Regions from separate parts of the Mus musculus genome. Here region 2 is linked to region 1. Evidence: chromatin contacts called from public Hi-C data. All regions are on one chromosome and are shown on one strand. Each heading gives the region's core, a stretch centred on a gene start, on an enhancer-like site or on the middle of the called end of the contact. The rest is flanking DNA. Distances are from core to core; before and after follow the strand shown.

Evidence for each region. A called contact is a pair of places that touch in the nucleus more often than the background predicts.
Region 2: a Hi-C map of stem cell-derived motor neurons shows a contact between it and region 1, with 4 times the contacts expected there. The contact joins two enhancer-like sites. A contact is called at or near these places in 9 of 484 Hi-C or Micro-C datasets (the AML12 cell line, cerebellum, embryonic heart and 5 more), 1 of 115 datasets of contacts at active chromatin or transcription factors (stem cell-derived neural progenitor cells) and 2 of 9 other capture datasets (adipose tissue and pancreatic islet).

What each region holds. Positions count from the first base shown.
Region 1 is chr2:136,911,073-136,914,991 of GRCm38.p6, forward strand. All of the region lies in intron 2 of Slx4ip (SLX4 interacting protein), which reads left to right. Among named protein-coding and RNA genes, the nearest start is that of Slx4ip, 21 kb to the left of the region's middle. Within about 2 kb of position 1,694, at least 25 of the 459 cell types and tissues checked have an H3K27ac peak or open chromatin away from gene starts, as enhancers often do. A contact at or near this core is called in stem cell-derived motor neurons, where this site is marked.
Region 2 is chr2:137,072,326-137,076,888 of GRCm38.p6, forward strand. It overlaps a transcript of Slx4ip not described here. Among named protein-coding and RNA genes, the nearest start is that of Jag1, 42 kb to the right of the region's middle. Within about 2 kb of position 1,581, at least 20 of the 459 cell types and tissues checked have an H3K27ac peak or open chromatin away from gene starts, as enhancers often do. A contact at or near this core is called in stem cell-derived motor neurons, where this site is marked.

The sequences.
Region 1 (3,919 bases), core at 444-2,943:
GTATTTAAAATACTTCTAATTGTATAAACTTTTAGAATCAAACAAAAGTCAGGTTTAGACAGATGTTAGCAAACTAAAGCATGTATGACAGCCATTTGTTTTAGAAAAAATAAAGTTTTATTTGTACACAGGCACTTCTATTTGTCATCAGTTGTCTCTGGTTGCTTAAGCTTTAGTGGGCTGGTTTAAGTAGTTATAATAAAGGCAGAGCTCACTGCCTACAAAGTAGACATAACATTGCTTTAATTTTATAATATGTGTGTAAATATTTCTTGAAACACATCTCACTTTCTACTAGCCAAATATCAAATACTCAGTAGGTGCCGGTAGCTAGTAACAGTTGTATTGGATCACACACACACACACACACACACACACACACACAAACACACACACACCACACCACACCACACAACACACACACATACATTTCAGTGCTTAAAATCCAAAGTCTCATGCATGCCAGATGAGCTGTAGACTTGAGTTACTCCTGGCCCTGGCAGAATAGGTCTAAATGGCTGTAAATGTTCTTACCTGCTTAAAGCATGTCACAGTAAGCATTCAATGGAATTAACCCAAGGTTAGTTAATGAAGGTTTCATTGAACGCTTACTACAAGCATCAGGCAAGCCCAAAGCAAATAGTAACAGATATGAACACTCAAGTATTAATCATAGATATTTGTCCATTAAAACACAAAGTGTTCGAGAAAAGAAACAGAACAATAAATTATTGCTTAAAATGTCCAATCATGTATCTGATATCTGCCTCAGGAAAAGTTCAGGGTCCCATTCCTGGCTTTAAGAAGAGTAAAATGTTGCCAGGCTTCATTCCCAGTAATTACATTTTAAGATTTAACATGTTTAACTTGGGCTCCAGAAGAGCAGTACAGTGAAAGCCCCCAAGCTCATTGTCTGTCTCTAGATCATTTCCTCTGCTTCCTGCATCTGTTTTCTTGGATTAGTTCGGTATTACAGCAAAGTCTACGATTCTTTTGGCCACGAAGACTGCTTTCCCACTTCCCCTCCCAACCACTTACTGTTTCGTGGGTGGGAAAATTTTTGTTGTGAGAGTTGATTAATTAGAAGGGATTCCTGGCTTCCCTAGCAATGGCAGCCTGGGAAGATTACAGAGCCTGGCTTAGTGACAGGCAGGCCAATCTGTATTTAAGGAAAACTTGGACCAGCCAAATTTCCCTGGAATGTGGATCTGGCTTTGTCTTCTACAGGGAATGTGCAGTGACCCTTTGCCCCTTCCCACCACTGTAGAAGGCTGACAGCATCTCCTTTTGCTGGTCCATACTGTCCACTTTTTCTTTGGGGTCTGTGGGGAAGTACTGGTGTAAAAAGCCTGAGTTGTTTTCTAAAGTTGAAATATAATAGGTGTAAATGTTTATTAATGCATAAAAAGGAAATGAGTTTACTATATTTTAAATTTTTCTTTATATCTTTATTATTTATGCTTTTTCTTTCTCCTGGTAGCAATTTTAGTTTTATACTGAGATCTACATTTCAGCTAACATTTCATCAGTCTTTGCATTTGTAGAACACCAGAAAAAGTTAAATATGCTCAAATATTGATGTGATTTCCTTGTTATAGTAAAAGCGAATGGGAAGAGCAATGCATTGCATTTCTAGAGAAAGAGACAGCTGAATAGAGATTGGCTGTCAGGCTTTTGTCTTGCTAGCTTCCCTCTGTGAATCACTTACAGCCTGTGTCCTAGGTTTTTGGTGTACCTAAAGGGGAATGCGCCACTGACTGTGTCACCATTGCTTATTTGAAAGTTGATGCATTGATCTGGTATGAAGCATTGAAAACAAGATTGCAGCAGGTATTTCCATATAGGGTGAGTTCTACTTACTGACCTTCTGGATGTTAAGAAAGATTGAAGTGAAGCGCTCCAAAAGAACAATTAAAGGCACTTCAAGTAATCCTGGTATTTATAAGAAATACAGCTGAGAGGAGAGCGACCTGTATCCCTGAGAACACTTTTCCAATATTTGTCTTTGCCTAACTTTGAAAGCCTAAGAAGGATAAGTGTATTCCTTCTCCTGAGTCTTAAACTCACCACTTTCCCAACCTCTTCAGCTGTTTCTTTTGAGAGCTCTGTTCTTTTGAAGGCTTTGGGCTGTAGTGCCGTGGCTGGCAATGTGCTCCGAGTGTGCAGACTGCTGTTGCTGCATTGCCAGATTGGGAAATGTGTGCAGCTAGGTGTGTGCTGCTTACTTGATGGAACTGGAACAAAACTGCTAGCAGCTTTCTGACATTACCCAGCTCAAACTATCATGGCTGTGGAGGTTTGGGGTACCTTCTTACACCATAGGAGAGTTGCTGTGGGTATTGATGGCTTTGCAGCAAGAGGATGTATTTGTTTTGAAATAAAGCTTCTTTTACCAAGTGTTCTCTGTCAGTTCTCAGGCCTCCCTGTCACAGTCTGTTTCCTTGGAATAAAACCTGTTTTTGTTTCCTTTTTTTATAACTGAAAAATGTTTCATGTTTTCTTCTACTTGCCAGACTGCTCCAGGTTTGCCTGATGAATGAGTCTTGTTTTCTTTGATATAGAAACCAAATATTCCTATGCTAATTATACTTACTTTATGTTCAGTGCCCAGTAGGTGCATCTTATTGTCACACATTGCACACATTGTCCTAGAACACCCCCGAGAAGGACTTCTCCTCTGTTTCTTTTATGTCACGGGACCTGAATACTCTAGGATATTACCGAGGTGACCAGTACCACTCCTTCTGTGTTTTTTCCTCATAACTTCTTTTTCTGGACAGGTAATGTGTAATCTTCAATTTGTGGTATATCCTTTACTTAAAAGTTCTGTCTTTCTCTATTTCTGCCATAGGTGTTCCTAGTGACTTTTAAAATAATTCTTTTACAAGCAGCTTCTGTTTATTTGTAATTGTTTATGCATGCTGTATGTGTGTGTACTTGATTGTACACATGTTCACATATGTGTAGCCAGAGGCCAACCTGGGGTGTCATTCCTTAGCATCCACCTGTACCTTTTGAGACAGGGTGTCTTAGTGGCCTGGAACTCAGCAAACAGGTTTGACTGGCTGGTCTGCAGGTCCTAGGGATCCACTGGTCTCTGCCTCCACAGTGGGGAGATTAAAGATGTTCTCAATTTTTCTTTGTGAGTTCTCTGGATCAAAGTTAGATTCTCATGCTTGCATTTTACCCTCTGAGCTACTTCCACAGCACACCAACAGTTAGCCAATTAATTCTTCTTAAACAGATAACAGAATGACAACATGTAGAGTTCACTTCTATGTCATTCAACATTAAACTGTAACACTATTTTCTTATAATGATTTTGTTTTTCCTGATGCACATGCAAAGTATGTGTTTTATTTTATCTTCTAGTGTTAAAACAATCTTTACTAGAAAGGTAGACTCAGGATCCTTCACCAACTGTATGGATTCTCTCTAAAGGCTGTAGAGGGCATCATTGTTCTATGTTTCCTAAGGTAACTTCTCTAGATACTGTGATCCAAGAAAGCAGGCCGACTGAATTGCTGTTAAAATGGATGGCTCAGTCTCAGATTATCACGGAACCTTAAATTCTGGTCTGCTTGCCCATTGGTTGTGTATATAGGTACTCCAGAGTCTGTTATACACACGTGTATTTCTCTTGCTTCCATCCCAACATACTTACTAGGATACACCACACTGGACACTACAGTGAAAACAATCACAACTACCAGAACTATCCAGAGTGGCCTTGAGAAATTATTCTGAGACTGGCAGAGGCTATCTGCTGGGTGCTTTGTTCTAGGGTCAAGAATCTAGAACTGCTGTGCTAGGAGGAAGAATCCCCTTGTCTTTGGAAAGCCTTGTGGGCCCAGGCCTATCCTAACAGTAAACGTTAGAAGGGGCCGAGGGGGACTGACACATGTTGTCCTGGTTAGTG
Region 2 (4,563 bases), core at 331-2,830, 160 kb after region 1:
CGTTAGATAAAGGAACTATTTGAACCACTGACCCTTAAGATTTAGGTTTTGAAAACCTAATGAGAAACATTAAGATTAAATTTGACCCTTAAGGTCTGGACTGTATGAGTTTGTTCCCAATGTCTGTCTGAGTTTCAGTAGACCTGGAGGGAGGGAGTGTCTTGACATGGTCTTGACACCTTCAAGAGAACCCTGACATTCCCCAAGTGAACTCATTTACATGTGTGAGCATCTAGTCTTTGTTCAAGACTGATTGAAGTTCTGGGCCACCTCTCTATATATATCACCTTATATCTTGGATGCTTGGACCTCTGGTCACTTATAAGTAGATTTCCCTGGTGACCCTGTACCAGTCAGCCAATTCTGAAATGTAATTAGAGCTGTACATGAAACGCTAACAAAGACTGAAAATTTGGAAACCCATTTCGTAGTGTTTTGGTCATCTTGGTACACTGTGCCAATTCCCACACAAAGGATACCCTCCCGGGAGTGGGGTGGAGTGGAGGTCTAGACTAGAGAGCCTGGACGATGTAACAGCAAGGTACTACAAGCTGCAAACCCTGGGCCCAGGAGGTACCTTGCCATTAATTAATTTTTATGTATGTTTTAGCATAACTTAAACTTCCGTTTCTCCATCTATCAAAATTGTCTAGTATTTTAAGTATAACCCATAGCCCTCTAAGTACTGAAATAAGCATACCACACCCATGTGTTAATTTCCCCATCTGTTTAGAAATGCTTCCTAGAGTGGGCACTCATTGGAATCTCCTATGTAGTTTGTAAATCAGTCTAACTCCCTGGAGTCAGCTGAGCCTGCATTCTAGTACTTTTAAAGCCCCTCAAACAATGATTCTTATGAAATGCCATAGTTAAGAACTACTTTTTCAAAATGGAGTATGTATACTTATATAAATCCTGGATGTTGAAGGAGACACAGTTGACCCAGAAGAATAGCCCTTTAAAAAAAAGGGGGGGGGGTGAGGCTTTCTCCAAATCTGAAATTACATCTACTTTCAGACAAATGAGTAGGAAGTCTTTAGGGACAAGGTGTCAATCAATAGTAATGCATTTTAATCAAAGAGATGTGTTTTCTTTACCTTTGAGCCTCCTCTATTCTGCTGCATTAGACCCTACACATCCGAACACATCATTCCCCACACTGAGCTAGGTACTGCTACCCTCCTTTAGAAGATGAGCTTTCAAAGTGCCTAAATAATTGTCTGGAATTTCTACATAAACCTCTGGGGTTTGCCTTTGATCCATGATCGTTAATATCATTAATAGGCACTCTAAAAGTGCATGTGAATCTCAAGCTAGCATTTGGCAGAGCAGCGGAAGAATGAACGCTTTTAAACCAGTTTGGCTCAGGAAGCGCATGTGAAATAAGCCTGTGGGAAAATCGGGAGACTTTCTCATCCTGCAGGGGATTACCTCGGATGAGATACTGACCTTGTAGTTTAAGTCCAGTTACGTTTCTTAAAACCTCACTCATTACCCAGCCTGATTTATATTAAAGGCTCAAGTAGCCTGTGAGAGGCCTCTGTGATGATGTACGCTTTGTGTTTGTCGCTTTCTGCACAGTACCCTGCAGACACCATATCATATGTGCATGCCTGTGTGCGTGTGCCTGTGTGTGTGTTGTGGGTGGTTTCTTTAAAAAGAAAACCAGTTCCTGCAGGAGATTTACTACAGTGTTTCTCTCAGAAAGTAGCTGGAGGCTTCTTTTCCTGGGACTCTACAGCAATCAAGCCCAGAAGGCCGAGTGTGTCAGGGTGAGCTGATCACTGACCTCCACGGGGGAGAGGTCACTAAAACACAGAAGACTCAAAGGGGAGGAAGAGAAAGCAACTCCACAGCAGGGATTTGACTTGCTTTAGGGCAGAGGCGCTTCTCTAAAGGAGTCCCCAGTCTCCCACGCCCTTTCGCCTGCTCTGTTTCTGCTCAACACACACACCACACCGCCCAGACACAAGCACACACAGCCCTAACTCCTCAAAAAAAAAAAAAAAAAAAAAAAAAAAAAAAAAAAAAACGACTCACACCCTTTCTCCACCTGCCCCTAAGCTGTGGACAGATTGACAGCCCCTTCTCCAGGGGAGGCAGCTGATGGATTGACTGGAAATTTTTCTAGACCCAGTGGCTCTGAAGACCTTTTTTAGTTCCTCCTTCACACGCCTGACTGGTGAGAAGAACACAGAGGATTCTTTCCCAAACCCATTGTGGGTGCCTGGGAGGGCCTATCCCAGCTCATCCATTCTTGTCAGAGGAAGGTGAGTTGGTAAATCAGAGCTGTCCACAGTCAGAATGTGGAAGACTAGGCTGGGGCATTTGGGACACATCCCAGGAGGAGTAGCCTGGAAAAAGCCCTCAGCAAGGATGCTGGAAACTTGTGAAACAGCAACATGGGTTTATTTACATATTGCCCTGAAAAATGCTACCCTGGTGAGCTTTTTCCTTGTGCCATTCTGCTCAGTGGGAGATGCAGATGAGGCATATGGAAAGGCTTTCTCAGTGGCTCACCAGTGAGAAGGGCTCTGCCTGGCTCAAACTATCTCTGAGACCAGAGGCTCTCTCTCTGTACAAAGGTATAGTGGGGCTGGGGAGAGTACCTGCTGTTATGATATTTATTGTGAAACTAAGCATCTTAATTTGGGAAAGACTTAAAGACAAAAATGTCCATCCATCTATGTTCTATGAATAGCAAATCAGCATGCTTTCCCGTTTCTTTCTAAATTTGATGGCCTCCTGAACCCGGTTGTACATGAATTGGGCTCTTGATTTGCATGTTTGTTGGGTCTACTCTCAGATCCCTATAGTATTATAGGAATCTTTCTGAACTTGCAAGATTCCCTTAAGTCTTCTGCTACCAGCTATGCCTGCCTACCTAAACCAGCTTCTTTGCACATGAATGCAAGACAAGGTGGGGAAGAAGGTTGGTCTTGACATTTAGTCTATTCTCAATCCAGTGAGGAAGCAGGGGGAGAAACACTATAAATGTGGAAGTCATGGAGGGAAAATAAGTGTTGAGAAAGGCTCTTTGGGGAAAAGCCATCACAAAAAGCATGTTCGAAGTGCCCAATCTACTGAAAACCTCTATAAAACAGTCAAACATCAGGTTCTTTCAAAACAATAGAAAACTGATCCAATGCCGTGTTCTGAGGTCCTCCAAGGCCAGGCACCTAAACTGGGCACTGATTATAGTGGGAGAAAGGTGAAGAACTGCATCCATCAGTCAAAGGCAGACCACACTACTGTGTAGAATTTAATTGTGCACCAAGTTGGGGTTTTTGTTTTAAGTCCTATAGTTCATTCTTGTCTTGGATGGGCTTTTCTTTTTGCACACTGGTAGCAGACACTGAATTGTTTAGTCACTATCAAACAGAATGTGTAGCTTTCCATTGCTATATAACAAATTGCTATGGATTTAGAGTCTTGAAAGCACATAAATCTATTACTTCATCATTTACAACACCTTATTGGAAACTTAGTTCATTGTTTCACAAAGCTCAAGTTTGGGATATTAGTCACATTTGATCTGAAGGCTCAACCAGGCAAAAGTCCATCCCTGAGCTTCCTTACATTGTAGCCTTCTTGCTTGCAACAGCAGGTCAAGGGTGCCCACCATCCAGCTGGCCAAGGATGTCCTAGAGGCTCTACCATAAGAGCCCAGTCACCTCATTAGTGGGGACACTCCTGTTCTAGTGAGACATTATATTTATAAACACCTATCACTGTTGTATCAGTATTTGGTCAATTAGCAGGGCCCAGGAATCTTTGAAGGCCATCACAGATTTTTGGCCCACCACTAGATCCTGTAGCCTATAAGTTCTTCTGTGAAATGTGTTCATCTAAGCAAATACCTTCATTTTTTAAAATATACTCTTATCACATTACAGTCGAAAGACGAATAGCAGCCTATTTTTGTTTTCCTGTAGTGTTTTCAATGCTGCATGGCCAAGAAACTGAGGCACAATGAATTCTAGAAATCCCCAAGCCTGTCCAAACCCAAAGCACAAAAACTGTAGTTAAGGTCCTAGTGGGAGAAACTTCGAAACCAGAAATGAAGATGGGAGAGCTGTTACTGGTTTAAAGGCAGCCGGGCCCCCAGACTCTTACTTTGAGCGTAGATTCTAGCTTGAACACCAAGAGGGTGAAATTAACAGTCTTACCATGGACCAGGCCAGCGTGGAAGCAGAAGTGTTTGTGGAAATATTTTAGAACCTCCCTGGTAACTATACTACAGCCAACATTGTCCAAATTCGAACTCACAGTGAGCTAGAGATGGTCGGGTATGGATGGAGAAAGGAGACTATGATGAGACCTGACCCTTTTCCCATCTGTCCTTCCTGCTCCCTTTTCTTTACCCAGGGATACTGCCTCCATTTTAGTCAAACCTATAGACCATCCACATTTGCCTTCTGCTGCTACTTTGTGATTTGAATTTGCAAAACTCTATTTCCAGTGCTACAAAGCCACAGGGAACCCATTGGAGGTACTTGAGTGTTCCAATTTGAACTTGGGGGATGTTTCTCTCCACAGGATGGAGTTTATCCAAGTCATTCC